Linked DNA regions of Mus musculus: regions 1 and 2 are each linked to region 3. The links are chromatin contacts, called in public Hi-C and Micro-C maps. All regions are on one chromosome and are shown on one strand. Each heading gives the region's core, a stretch centred on a gene start, on an enhancer-like site or on the middle of the called end of the contact. The rest is flanking DNA. Distances are from core to core; before and after follow the strand shown. Region 1 holds the start of Tal1 (T cell acute lymphocytic leukemia 1). Region 2 holds the start of Dmrta2os (a long non-coding RNA gene). Region 3 holds the start of Foxd3 (forkhead box D3).

Region 1 (4,018 bases), core at 519-3,018, about 15 Mb after region 3:
TTTAAGGAAAATCAAACTGTATAGTGCAAAGAAACAATGTACTAAGATTAAAGAGTGTGTTAAGGAACATGGGGGCTTGGGGATGGGTGGGGGGGTGTTCTGCTTTCATCCTGAAACCAAGCTTAAGGGGCATTTTCATCTCTCTATTGATATCTGTTCTGTCCCCCTATAGAGTCTTTTATCTTTGAGCAATTCCAGTTTTAGAGCGGTCAGGGGCCTGTGCTGATGAGGGTCAGCGAGGAACTGGGTGTTGAGATACGGAAAAAGGAGAAACAGACACTCTGGCTTTGGAGAAGACAGGAGAAAGAATGAAGAAGGGAGGGTTGGTTGGGAATGGGTCGGGAGACACGGTGGTCTTAAGAGGCTAGACAACGGCCAAAGCCGCTGAACGAGCATCTGGGAGGCGGAGATCCGAGTCGGGTTGTTTGTAGGGAGCGGGAATCCCGAGGGGCCAGGGGTGGGGAACGGGCGGAACCCGCCGGGTCCCAACGTGAGCGCTCAGCCCTCTCCTCTGCGCATTCCTGGGCCATCCCAGCGCCGCAACCCGTCCCCGCTCCCTCCGGAGAAATTGCCAAATTAAAATGAATCATTTGGCCCATAATGGCCGAGGCGCTTATCGGGGGCGGGCGGGCCCGAGGCGGCTCCTTATCTCGGCGGCGCACACGGCCGGCGCTAACGAGGCCGCGGGCGGGAGCGGGATTAGAGCGCGCGGCGAGGCGCGGGCGGGGGCTGCCCAACATGGCCACGCACACCCCCAAGGCGCAAAACGTGAGCGTCCCGGCCTTCTTCCCAGGGCCGGGAGACAGTCGCCTCCCGTGGAATTGCCCGTCCGTTTCCTCCGTCTTTCCCCATGCGCACTCCAGCCTCGGCTCCCTCTCCCCCGTCTCTTCCCGGGGGGCACTTTCCACGACGCCCCTCCGCTGCCCCTCCCGCCGGGGAGACTCTCTTCCTTCCTTCCCCTTTTCCCCTTGCGCAATAGACAGAAAAGCGCAAGGCGCTGGCGGCTTCCATTGCTTCTGGGCGGTGTGTGCGGGCGGCCGGGTTGAGAGTGCTTGCGTGAGCGGCAGGCTGCGGTGGCTACTCCCCGCGTGGGCTTTTGGCGATAGGTCGTGTGCGGGAGTGTGAAACCCTGCGCTGTCTGGGTGTGGAGATTCCGACCTCTCTGCGTTTTATTCGTTGTATGTAAATTGCCCTGTTTCTTTTCTCCACAAGGTCGGTCTGGTGTATCGCAGTGTGTGGCCTTGGACAAAGTGTTAGGCTGGTTTCGTTATGTCGGGCGGGTGTGATCCTCACCCTGTGAGGTTGTGTGTCTGTGAGCGTTTGCGTGTGACTGATGTCGCTGTGTCATGTTGGACAGTATGCCGGTCTGCCTACACCGGCTTGTGGGACAGAGCTAGCTCGTGTTCATCTGCTTCCCTCCTCTGGGCCTGGACCATGTGTGGTCCTGTCCAACAAGAGTCCTATGCCTGTGTGCCTGTGTCCTTTAGAGGTGCGTTTGCAAATCGCTGGGGGCGGGAGTGGGGGGAGGGCGAGCGAGAGATCGAGGCGCTGGTGGGGGCGTCAGCATGGGGGCGGGGAGTGGGATTTCACATTTTATTCCAAATTATGATGTATTCGGGAGCCAGTGTTGGCTCGGATGGGCGGACAGAGCCCAGTGGGCGGCAGCTCTGTCCGGAGGCTGTCTGTGCCTTGGTGTTGCGGGGGTCCCCTGGTGTGTGCGGGGGGAATCTTCTAATCTGGAAGATGAGCCGCGCTCGCTGAGGCCAGCGTCTTCCCGCCCGCAGCGCCAGGCCTGGATTCGCGCTGCCCCTGGGTTTCGCCTATTTCTGGTCAGTTTCGCGGGTGCGTCCGCGGTGGTTGGGAGAGGCTGGGAAAGACAATGGGCACATTTTCCAGGTCTGGTGCCAGGGGTGGGGGTCCTCGGGATCGTCCCGGGGGACATTTTCTCAGTCCCTTTCCCATCCCGGTCCAGTCAGACCCCCTAGCAGGTTAGCTGCCCTTGGAGTCCACTTACGTTGGAAGGACCGCTTCAGGGCCACCTTAGCTGGACAAGAAGGATCGCGTTTTCCCCTTTTACTGCGATTGTTAATACCTTCGTCATCATCACCATCACCCTTAATATCCGCTTTTAATTAAAACAATCGAACAAAAAGCTCACCAGTTCTACCCTTTAGCTTCTTTGGAGGGAGAACAAAGCAGTCCTGTCCTGTCTTAGGCCCCTCCCTAGCTGCTTTTTTTTTTTTTCCCCTAACTTGCCAGGTTTGGGGTAGGGAAAGAAAATGAAGAGGTAGTCAGAATAAAGAGTCACTCCATAAAACAAACATTAGCCTCAAGTAACAACGGGAACGAGTGTATTCCCCGCGTCTCCCCTCCTCTTCCCTCCTTCTCTGGATTAGCAAGGAGAAAGAAAACCTCCCGCACTGAATTGAAAGCCAGGGAGGAGGCAGTTCTGAGCTTCCGCCAAAGCCGCAGCGGAGAGAAGGAAGCCTTCGCAATTAACCCAAGACTTCGATGTGCCATTGGGCGGTGGACATCTCAGGCAAAACAATTAAAAAAAAAAAAGGAGGCGAAAAATAAAAGCAAACGAAATCCAGCTACCGCTCTTGGAAGTGGCGTCGGTCTGCTTTGGCCCGTCTTTCCTTTTGCTTTGTTTATCGCTGCGAAACAGTATAAGAGGTGTAAGAGTTAACTCTCATCTACTGCCAGTCAAAACCCCGAAAGTCGAAAATCTTTTGCAAAGGTGGTGGAAGAAATGGTGAAATACCTTCCTTTATATCTCTGCATCCATTAGAAAGAAAACAAGGGACCCAGCTAAAACAGATAGAGCTCTCTCTCTCTCCCTTTCATCCCTGCAAGGGAAATAGGATCTTTGGAAACAGGTTCTGCCTTGTCCTGGGCAGGAACTTGAAAGATGGGGTCATGAGGAGTATGGGACCAGGGCTCCCAGGTTCTGACCCAGCAGCCAGGGCCTGAAAACTCTTGGGTTTTTGTTGTTGTTGTTGTTGTTGTTTTTGTTTTTGTTTTTGTTTTTCCATCCCGTTCTCTCCACCCTCGTCAAATAGAGAATTACATCTTCCTGCTCTGGCTAAGCCTGGGCTAAGGTTGTGGGGGCAACCCGCATAGAGACGTCCATGCTTAGAAAACAAATTCGGCCATACTGAATTAGACAGATCCGTTAGAGGGTTCGAACACGTTCTGGGCAGCCTGCCGGAGAGGCTGTTGTTGTTGGACTAAGTAGTTATTCCTGATTGGTCAGGTGTAAGGTTCTTCTTCTTTTTCTTTTTTTAATTCGGGATGTGTTTGGGGGAGGGTGGGCTCCAAACACCTGCAAGTTGGAGGCGGAAAGCCATTTGCTATTCTTTGGGATGGCGGGGCACACGAGGTAATTCCCAGTCATTGACCCCCCATTTTCTCTCTCGCCCTCCCTCTTTCTCTCCACCCCCATCTTTCCTGGAAACTCGCTTTGGGCGCGGCAGACCGCGCAGGACCTCACGGCAAGCTAAGTAACTGCTGGTCTCTCAGCGAGAGCCGGGAAACCCAGCTTCGGGGTCCTACCTCGACCCCTCTCCAGCGGAGGAGTGGAGGTCCTAACCAGCCGAGTAGGTCTCTCTAAATATGCCCCAGGTTAGTTGCGGCCTGGAGTCTGGGGTGGGGTGGGTGGAGGAAGGGGGGTAATGTCTGTGGAAACAACAGTATTCTGGGTTGTGAACTGGGGGGCGGGGGGGGGGAGACGACTTAGAACTGAGAAGATTGGTGGGGGTGGGGGTGGGGGTGGGAGAACCAACCTAGACTAAGAACCCGGGATCTGACTGCCACTAAGCTGCCTCAGGCCTCCAGCAGGGCTCTTTCCTTTTTCCGGCCTTGGATAAAACAAGCTGGTTGGATTATGTCCTCCAGGCCGCTCCCATGGTCCCGGTTCCGAGCACATTTCACAAGGCCGGTAACTTTATTGTGGCTATATCCGGATGGCGCAGGAGCTCCAGGCACGAATAAAAGCAGCCAAAGCCACCCTACTAAG
Region 2 (4,192 bases), core at 92-2,591, about 10 Mb after region 3:
GAGGCGCGAGCCGAGCTGGGCGACGCGTGCTGCGCCAACAGAGGAGGAGCCCGGAGCTCGAGGCAGGTAGGGGAGGGCCGGCAGCCGAGCAGGGGAGGCGACCGGGTCGGTGGCCCCCGAGGGCGAGGCCCAGGCCCTGCCGGGCCTTGGGCATTGAGTGCTTGAGGGTCTGGGGGAAGAGGCCTCGGAGCACACGGTGCTCTGGGATTCCCAGACCCGGACCCCAGGAGCGGCTCCCGGCTCTGGCGGGGACCCGGGCTGCGTGGCGGGGAGTGGAGGCCGCGGCGGAAGCCAGGAGCAGGGCCTGCTGGGCCTTCTGCGGCTGCGGCGCAGGTGAGACTCTCGGGTCCCTTCAGGGTCAGTTTTGGAGGCGACTTCCTGGCCTCCTTTGAGGCCTGCTGGATTGTGCAAGTCCCAGAACCCTGGTCTGAGACCAACACTCTGGAACCTGCGCACAAGCGGGGTCCCAAGAGGTCCCAGGATGAGGAGGGCGTGTCTGAGGACTCAGTTCCTAAACTGGGAGGGGTGGGGGTTGGGTAAGAGGCATTGAGCAAAAGGACTCTGGCTCCTGCAAAGTCTAACTTTTCTGAAGATGTGCTTTCCTCTGACTACTCCAGACTAAAAGTCTAACCCCCAAGCCACAGGTTTCACCCTATCCCCGCCCTACCTTTTGCTGGAGATTTTTTTCCTAAGCAGCGCTGTCCCTCTCGGTGGACCTCAGTCCGGGTCGCCTTGTCAGCTGTTTCTGGACGTTTTTCTTGTTATTCAACTAATCTTTGAGCTAGGGTGGCCAGTCCAAAGAAAGTTTCTTCCGATGGCTTTTCTCTCTTCTCAGCTCTCCTACACTCAGTTCTGTGGAATAGAACTAACCCTTTAGAGGCTCAGACCACAGTATTTGCAGAATTCTTTTGGCTGTGATCCCAGGGCCATAAGCCGAACTTTGCCTCCAAGTTTTGTCTTCTAGTTCTTACCCTACTTCTAACAGGAAAAAATTCTTCAGTTCCTTTTTGCTCGAATTCCTCTGCTTCCACATTGAAAGCTACAATTAAGACCCCAGCCCAACCTGTTCACCTCCTCACCCCGCCTGCACATTTCTCTCCTCTTCACCTGTCCACCAAACGGGATCATTTTGCTCCTTTTTTTTTTTTTTTCTTGCTTTGCCTTTGACATCCGCTTGTTGGTCCCAAGTTTTCTCTGTAATCTGAGTCCCTTTCAGGCAAATATTTCTCTTTTCTCGACTCACCCCAATTAACCTAAGCTTTGGGCATAATATTTTCTTTCCAAATCCTCTTTACATTCAACTGCACCAATGACTTCCAAACGTTGTCTTGTTTTTTTCCCCTTGGCGGAACTACTGATTCAAACGAAATCTTACACGTGTAGTCAGATATAAGAGGTCAGTGGTGGGGGTGGGGGCGTACTTGTTTACAGGGAGCTTCCAGTTCGTTTCCCCAGCAGTTTGACAGCCACAAGTTTAGTTAAACTTGTACAACCAAAGTTTCCCAAAATGGGTTTCTGCAGGCCGTGCTTAAGCCTAGTGACTGTATTACCCTGACTCAGGTATCCCCACTTTCCCCACGCTAGGTCCAGCCATGGAGCTGCGCTCGGAGCTGCCCAGCGTGCCCGGTGCGGCGACAGCAGCAGCGACAGCGACGGGACCACCCGTGGCATCGGTGGCGTCGGTGGCTGCGGCGGCAGCTGCCGCAGCATCGCTACCAGTGAGCGTGGCCGGAGGCTTGCTGCGGGCGCCGCCGCTGCTGTTGAGGGCAGCGGAGAAGTACCCGCGGACCCCCAAGTGCGCGCGCTGCCGCAACCACGGAGTGGTGTCCGCGCTCAAGGGCCACAAGCGCTACTGCCGCTGGAAGGACTGCCTGTGCGCCAAGTGTACGCTCATCGCCGAGCGCCAGCGCGTCATGGCGGCTCAGGTGGCCTTGCGCAGGCAGCAGGCGCAGGAGGAGAACGAGGCGCGCGAGTTGCAATTGCTGTACGGCACTGCCGAGGGCCTGGCGCTGGCCGCCGCCAACGGCATCATCCCCCCGCGGCCTGCCTACGAAGTCTTTGGCTCGGTTTGCGCCACCGACGGCGGGGGTCCTGGAGCTGGAGCGCCCGCGGGGAGTGCAGGGGGCGCAGGGGGCGCAGGTGAGAGCACGGTCACACTGGGGGTGGGGTGGGGTCTGGAAGGAGGAGCCCAGGGGACACAGGGCTGGTGCGCGAGGCCTAGTGGCTTGTTCCTTCCCTGACAAAGTGCAGCTCCCTTCCCTAGATGCTCCAACTACTTAACTGTGGCTCTCCACCCACTCATAAACTCTCTGCCCTGCCTGCAGTTTTTATACTTTCTTCCTCGCCCTCACCCCAGGCCCCAAGGCAACACTTTAGCCTTACTCTTGTTAGGGGGCAGGTCCTTAGTTACTGCCCAACTCATTTAGCTGGGCCTTCTCCCCTGGCAGCCCGGAAGCCGCCCATCTGTTCTGCTCTGAGCTTCTTACAGGCCACCACTCTCTTTTCTTCCCAACTCTTCTGAAAAGACCCTGGCAATCCTTCTAATCCGCACTACTTCCCTAAGTACTGGAGACGCCCTCTTTCGTTTCTCAGCAAGATTCCTTTCCTCCAGTTCCTAAGGCATTTCTGACAAAACATTCTCTGCGTTCCCCTCGCTCTGGCTCCGTTTCTCTCTCAGGCACGCCGGGTTTCTCATAGTTGGCACTTTTTTTGCTCTTTCTCGGGTCCCTTTCCCTTGCTCTGTCTACTCTACTTTTTTGACTCGAAGGTGAGGGAGGCAGTTGGGCAATGGGACGGTCCCGGCTCTCAGACTCTTTGGAAGAAGGACATTTCTTAGGAGTTTTGAAAAATGTGGTCAAGAAATAGGATGTAATTTATTTTGTCTGTAGAGAGGCTAAGGACCTAGTCCCCTAAGGATCCCTCTCTCCAGGTTGAAGTGCCTAAGGCTCTGGCAACCTGAGTGAGTAGTGTCTTCCACATACTCTGAGGTATAGGTAGAAGTTCTGTTTGCTCGGATTGGAATCTTGACAAAGCCACTTCTCTAGGGCGGGGTGAGATGGGAAGGGAGTGGAGGTGTTAGGGCACAAGTGTAGGAAGAGCTTACTGAACATCAAGTTTTCAGGGTGTCAGGTCGGGGTGGGGGTGTCTGGGCACAGAAGAAGCGTGAGCCTAGGAGGAGGGGGAGAGCTGTAGGATCTTTGGGAAGAGGTAAAAATAAAACCAGAGCCCTGTCAAGAATAGTTGGGAGGTGGAGAGGAACAAGAGGAAACTGGCATTCAAAAGGGTCCAGTGTTCTTAACCTCTCCTCACATCTCCGTCTTTTCCCTCCTCTCAGAGGCCAAATTGCAGAAGTTTGATCTGTTTCCCAAGACGCTGCTTCAGGCCGGCCGCCCCGACAGTCCGCAGCCGCCGCCAGGGAAGCCCTTGTCGCCCGACGGCGCGGACTCAGGTCCCCGGACCTCGTCCCCGGAGGTGCGGCCCGGCTCAGGCTCGGAGAACGGAGACGGCGAGTCCTTTTCCGGGTCGCCTCTGGCCCGGGCCTCCAAGGAGGCGGGTGGCAGCTGTCCTGGGAGCGCGGGCGCCGGCGGTGGCGGCGAGGAGGACAGCCCCGGCTCCTCCAGCCCCCTGGGTTCCGAATCGGGTTCGGAGGCTGACAAAGAAGAAGCCGAGGCCGCACCGACTCCGGGGCTGGGCGGCGGGCCGGGGCCGCGGCAGCGGACGCCGCTGGACATCTTGACGCGCGTCTTCCCGGGCCACCGGAGAGGCGTCCTGGAGCTGGTGCTGCAGGGCTGTGGCGGCGACGTGGTGCAGGCCATCGAGCAGGTGCTCAACCACCACCGCGGAGGCCTGGCGGCTGGCCTGGGCCCCGCCGCACCGCTGGAGAAGGCCGCGGTGAGCGCGGCGGTGGAGGACGCGTGGCCCGGGCGCGTGGAGGCCGCAGCCGCCGGGGGAGCCGGGTTGCCCGCTCCGCTGCAGACCGGGCCCACCGCGCCCCCGCACCACAGACCCTTGCTGGCCGGGGCCATGACGCCCGGCGCGCTGGGCTCGCTCAGCAGCCGCTCCGCCTTCTCGCCACTGCAGCCCAATGCCAGCCACTTCGGCGCCGACGCGGGCGCCTACCCTCTGGGTGCGCCGCTCGGCCTGAGCCCCCTGCGCCTGGCCTACTCGGCGGCGGCGGCCCACAGCCGCGGCC
Region 3 (3,699 bases), core at 190-2,689:
TGGGTCACTTTAAAGTCCCCACCCCAGCATCTCTGGGATTTCCCAGTCTCTCCTACCAGAGCTGACATTCCTTGTACTTCACGTGCGCTGGACACATCCTCGCCTCTTCTTTGGCGCAGATTTCTACAGAAGTTAAGTCTTGGATAGTTTATTCACACTTTAAGAGATAACCCACATTAGTTAGCAGCAGAGGTGAGCCCACTCCCGCCAGCACGCCCTGGGACACTGTGGTTCCTTGGAGGTCGTGCCCTCCACTCGGAAGTATACGCCAGCTCCCCCCAGTTTTCCAACCCCCCCCAGTCGGTGCGCCACGTCTAATAACAAGGCCCAAAGCCTCTTCCCCAATCCTCTCCACTTACCCAAGACCGCTGCCAATGCCTGCTCCGTTTCCAGCTCATTTCCGACTTTTTCTGTGCTAAGTCGTTTAACAACTCCAACAGCCAGTTATGACGTCTTTGTTTATAGGTTCCCTGCTATTTTACGTCCTTTTTATTTCTCTGCAACTATCCTAATAGGTTAATCGATAGCTATTCTCTGACCTCGGGAAACCCCAGCTGATGGTGTTGTGACCGTTGCGAATATATATATATATATATATATATATATATATATATATATATTCCTGCGTCGTGCCCGGAAAGCTAGGGTAAGACTTGAGTAGTTAGATTTGGGGGTGATGCGAGGCACATCAGCAGATGTCTTTTCTCTGGAATAGCCCTGAAACAGGAGGGGGTCTGAGGCCTAATTAGCAAAAGGAAGCCGGATGTGTTCCTTTAATCCTTGAATCGAAAACAAAACCCCAAAGCAAATCAAAATAGTAAGTTTTTTTCTTTTCTTTTCTTTTTTTTTTTTTTTTTAAATCACAACCTTGTTCTGCATTGCCAGTTGGTCTATATAATATTAGCAAAGAGGGGAGGGCAGGGTAGTAAGAAAAATGCAGGGGGCGGAGAGGGCAGGGTGGTAAGAAGCCCTACAGTCCGGAGGACACTCTTAGGCCCACGCCCTCTCCACCCCCACCCACCCACTCTCACGCCCTCCCTGAACCCCACACCCGGCTCCAGCGTGGGCAGGGGTCTCCCAACAGCCCGAAGAGCTTTCGGGGCCTGCGGGATGCTAGCGCCTAGTCGGTGAGGAGTTGCGCTTCTGTCGTCCCTTTGTTGACAATTCCCTGAACCAACTTGAGTTTGGCCAGCTCCACGGCGGCCCTGACGTCACGCGCGGTCACGTGGCCCCGCCTCCCTCTGGATCTTTAAGTAGAAAGTAATCTATCAGGCCAGTCCTTAAAACGGGACTTTCGACTACCCAGGCTTGGCTTCCCTGTCACCACCCCCCCAACCCCCAACCCCGCGGTCGCCCATGCCCGCGCCCTCCAGAGCTGCTTGGAGCCCGGCGTCCCGCGCTTGCCTGGACCGCTCCTGAACCCCACGCCCAAACCAGAGGTCGAGGAAGGCTGGTGAAGTGAGGGGGTGCGGCGTGGAGAAACCTCCGGGGTCGCGAGCAGTAGCTGTCTCCTCGTAGAGAAGCGTCGAGGACCGCAAGAGTTCGCGGAGCGCGGCTGCGGAGCGCAGCGCCCGCACCGCGCGATGCCAGGCCTCCTCGTGTGAGCTGACCCGACAGGGCCCCGAGCTACCTGTGCCCTCTCCCCCCCCCCCGGCTTTCTTTCGGGGGACACTCACACCTCCTTTGCCTGAGCTCCGCGGCCGCCCCTCGCGGCCCCCCTCGCTCTCTGCTCGCTCCTGGCCGCCGCCACCAACCCCGCGGAGGGATGACCCTCTCCGGCAGCGGCAGCGCCAGCGATATGTCCGGCCAGACGGTGCTGACGGCCGAGGACGTGGACATCGATGTGGTGGGCGAGGGCGACGACGGGCTGGAGGAGAAGGACAGCGACGCCGGGTGCGACAGCCCCGCGGGGCCTCCGGACCTGCGCCTGGACGAGGCGGACGAAGGGCCACCGGTGAGCGCTCATCACGGCCAGTCTCAACCGCAAGCCCTGGCACTGCCCACCGAGGCGACCGGGCCGGGGAACGACACGGGAGCTCCGGAGGCCGACGGCTGCAAGGGCGGCGAGGACGCGGTGACAGGCGGCGGTGGGCCCGGCGCGGGCAGCGGGGCGACGGGAGGTCTGACCCCGAACAAGCCCAAGAACAGCCTGGTGAAGCCACCCTACTCTTACATCGCGCTCATCACCATGGCCATCCTGCAGAGCCCGCAGAAGAAGCTGACCCTGAGCGGCATCTGCGAGTTCATCAGCAACCGTTTTCCGTACTACCGGGAGAAGTTCCCCGCCTGGCAGAACAGCATCCGCCACAACCTGTCGCTCAACGACTGCTTCGTCAAGATCCCCCGCGAGCCGGGCAACCCGGGCAAGGGCAACTACTGGACCCTGGACCCCCAGTCCGAGGACATGTTCGACAACGGCAGCTTCCTGCGGCGCCGGAAGCGCTTCAAGCGCCACCAGCAGGAGCACCTGCGCGAGCAGACGGCGCTGATGATGCAGAGCTTCGGAGCCTACAGCCTGGCGGCGGCGGCGGGCGCAGGACCCTACGGCCGCCCCTACGGCCTGCACCCCGCGGCGGCTGCGGGCGCCTACTCGCACCCCGCGGCGGCGGCGGCGGCCGCGGCTGCTGCGGCGCTCCAGTACCCGTACGCGCTACCACCCGTGGCTCCCGTGCTGCCGCCCGCAGTGCCCCTGCTGCCCTCGGGCGAGCTGGGCCGCAAAGCGGCCGCCTTCGGCTCGCAGCTCGGTCCGAGCCTGCAGCTACAGCTCAACACCCTGGGCGCCGCCGCGGCAGCCGCGGGCACGGCGGGCGCGGCGGGCACCACGTCGCTCATCAAGTCCGAGCCCAGTGCGCGGCCGTCGTTCAGCATCGAGAACATCATAGGCGCGGGATCCGCGGCGCCCGGGGGCTCGGCTGGGGGTGGTGGGAGCGGCGGCGGAGCCGGGGGTGGCGGGGGCAGTGGGGGCGGCGGCGGCGCGCAGTCCTTCCTGCGGCCGCCCGGGACTGTGCAGTCGGCTGCGCTCATGGCCACGCACCAGCCCCTGTCGCTGAGCCGGACGACTGCCACCATCGCGCCCATTCTGAGCGTGCCGCTGTCTGGACAGTTCCTGCAGCCCGCAGCCTCAGCCGCAGCGGCTGCGGCCGCCGCCGTGCAAGCCAAGTGGCCCGCTCAATAGTGATGAGCTAGTGGCCGGGCCGGACGGCGGCCTCTGGCAGCAGCCTGCTCTTCCAGGCGGTACGCCCTCTCTGATCCTGGTCCATCTGTCCTGGTCCTGGTCCTGGTCCCTCTACCCAATCCTGGACTCTGCTACCCGCCCCCGACTCCCCAACACTGACCAACAGCGGCCTCCATCCCCTCACTCACCTAAGCTGGCGGAGCAAACTCAACCCGCGTCCGCTGGGAATAACTTTCCGTACAGGTAAAACTGATAACCGAATTTCCAAAAATGCACCCCGACGGCGCCTGTGTTCTCAGTACTGTGGGGGTGGGAGGGACATTCTTTGTACATATTTGTATAAAAATCATTGACTTTCCTTTTGGGGTTTTTATTTTTTTAAGAAAATAAAAAGCAATTCAGTAGATTTAGAGCTTTGAACTTTCATATTTTTTTGAAGGTTCACTCTGCGCAGTTTTATCTGAGAAAAAGAATGTATAAAGACGTTGGGAGATTTTAAATCCAAAAAAAATTTTTCAAAAAGG

The links. Hi-C and Micro-C count contacts between places; a contact is called where the count stands out from the background.
Region 1: a Hi-C map of cerebellum shows a contact between it and region 3, with 9 times the contacts expected there. The contact joins the promoter of Tal1 here to the promoter of Foxd3 in region 3. A contact is called at or near these places in 1 of 39 promoter capture datasets (hippocampal neurons) and 2 of 484 Hi-C or Micro-C datasets (cerebellum and embryonic stem cells).
Region 2: a contact with region 3 is called in a Micro-C map of embryonic stem cells, with 11 times the contacts expected there. The contact joins the promoter of Dmrta2os here to the promoter of Foxd3 in region 3. A contact is called at or near these places in 1 of 39 promoter capture datasets (hippocampal neurons) and 2 of 484 Hi-C or Micro-C datasets (cerebellum and embryonic stem cells).

Annotation. Positions count from the first base shown.
Region 1 is chr4:115,056,043-115,060,060 of GRCm38.p6, forward strand. Tal1 (T cell acute lymphocytic leukemia 1) reads left to right here and starts at 1,769. Exons shown (of 5, transcript NM_001287388.1): 1 at 1,769-1,829; 2 at 3,477-3,624. Gm33786 (a long non-coding RNA gene) reads right to left here and starts at 3,268. Exons shown (of 2, transcript XR_376559.3): 1 at 2,015-3,268; 2 at 1,580-1,867.
Region 2 is chr4:109,978,271-109,982,462 of GRCm38.p6, forward strand. Dmrta2os (a long non-coding RNA gene) reads right to left here and starts at 1,342. Exons shown (of 4, transcript XR_868017.3): 1 at 668-1,342; 2 at 1-516. Dmrta2 (doublesex and mab-3 related transcription factor like family A2) reads left to right here. Exons shown (of 3, transcript NM_172296.2): 1 at 1-66; 2 at 1,585-2,139; 3 at 3,335-4,192. The coding sequence starts at 1,593.
Region 3 is chr4:99,654,860-99,658,558 of GRCm38.p6, forward strand. Foxd3 (forkhead box D3) reads left to right here and starts at 1,440. Exons shown (of 1, transcript NM_010425.3): 1 at 1,440-3,699. The coding sequence starts at 1,766. The coding sequence ends at 3,175.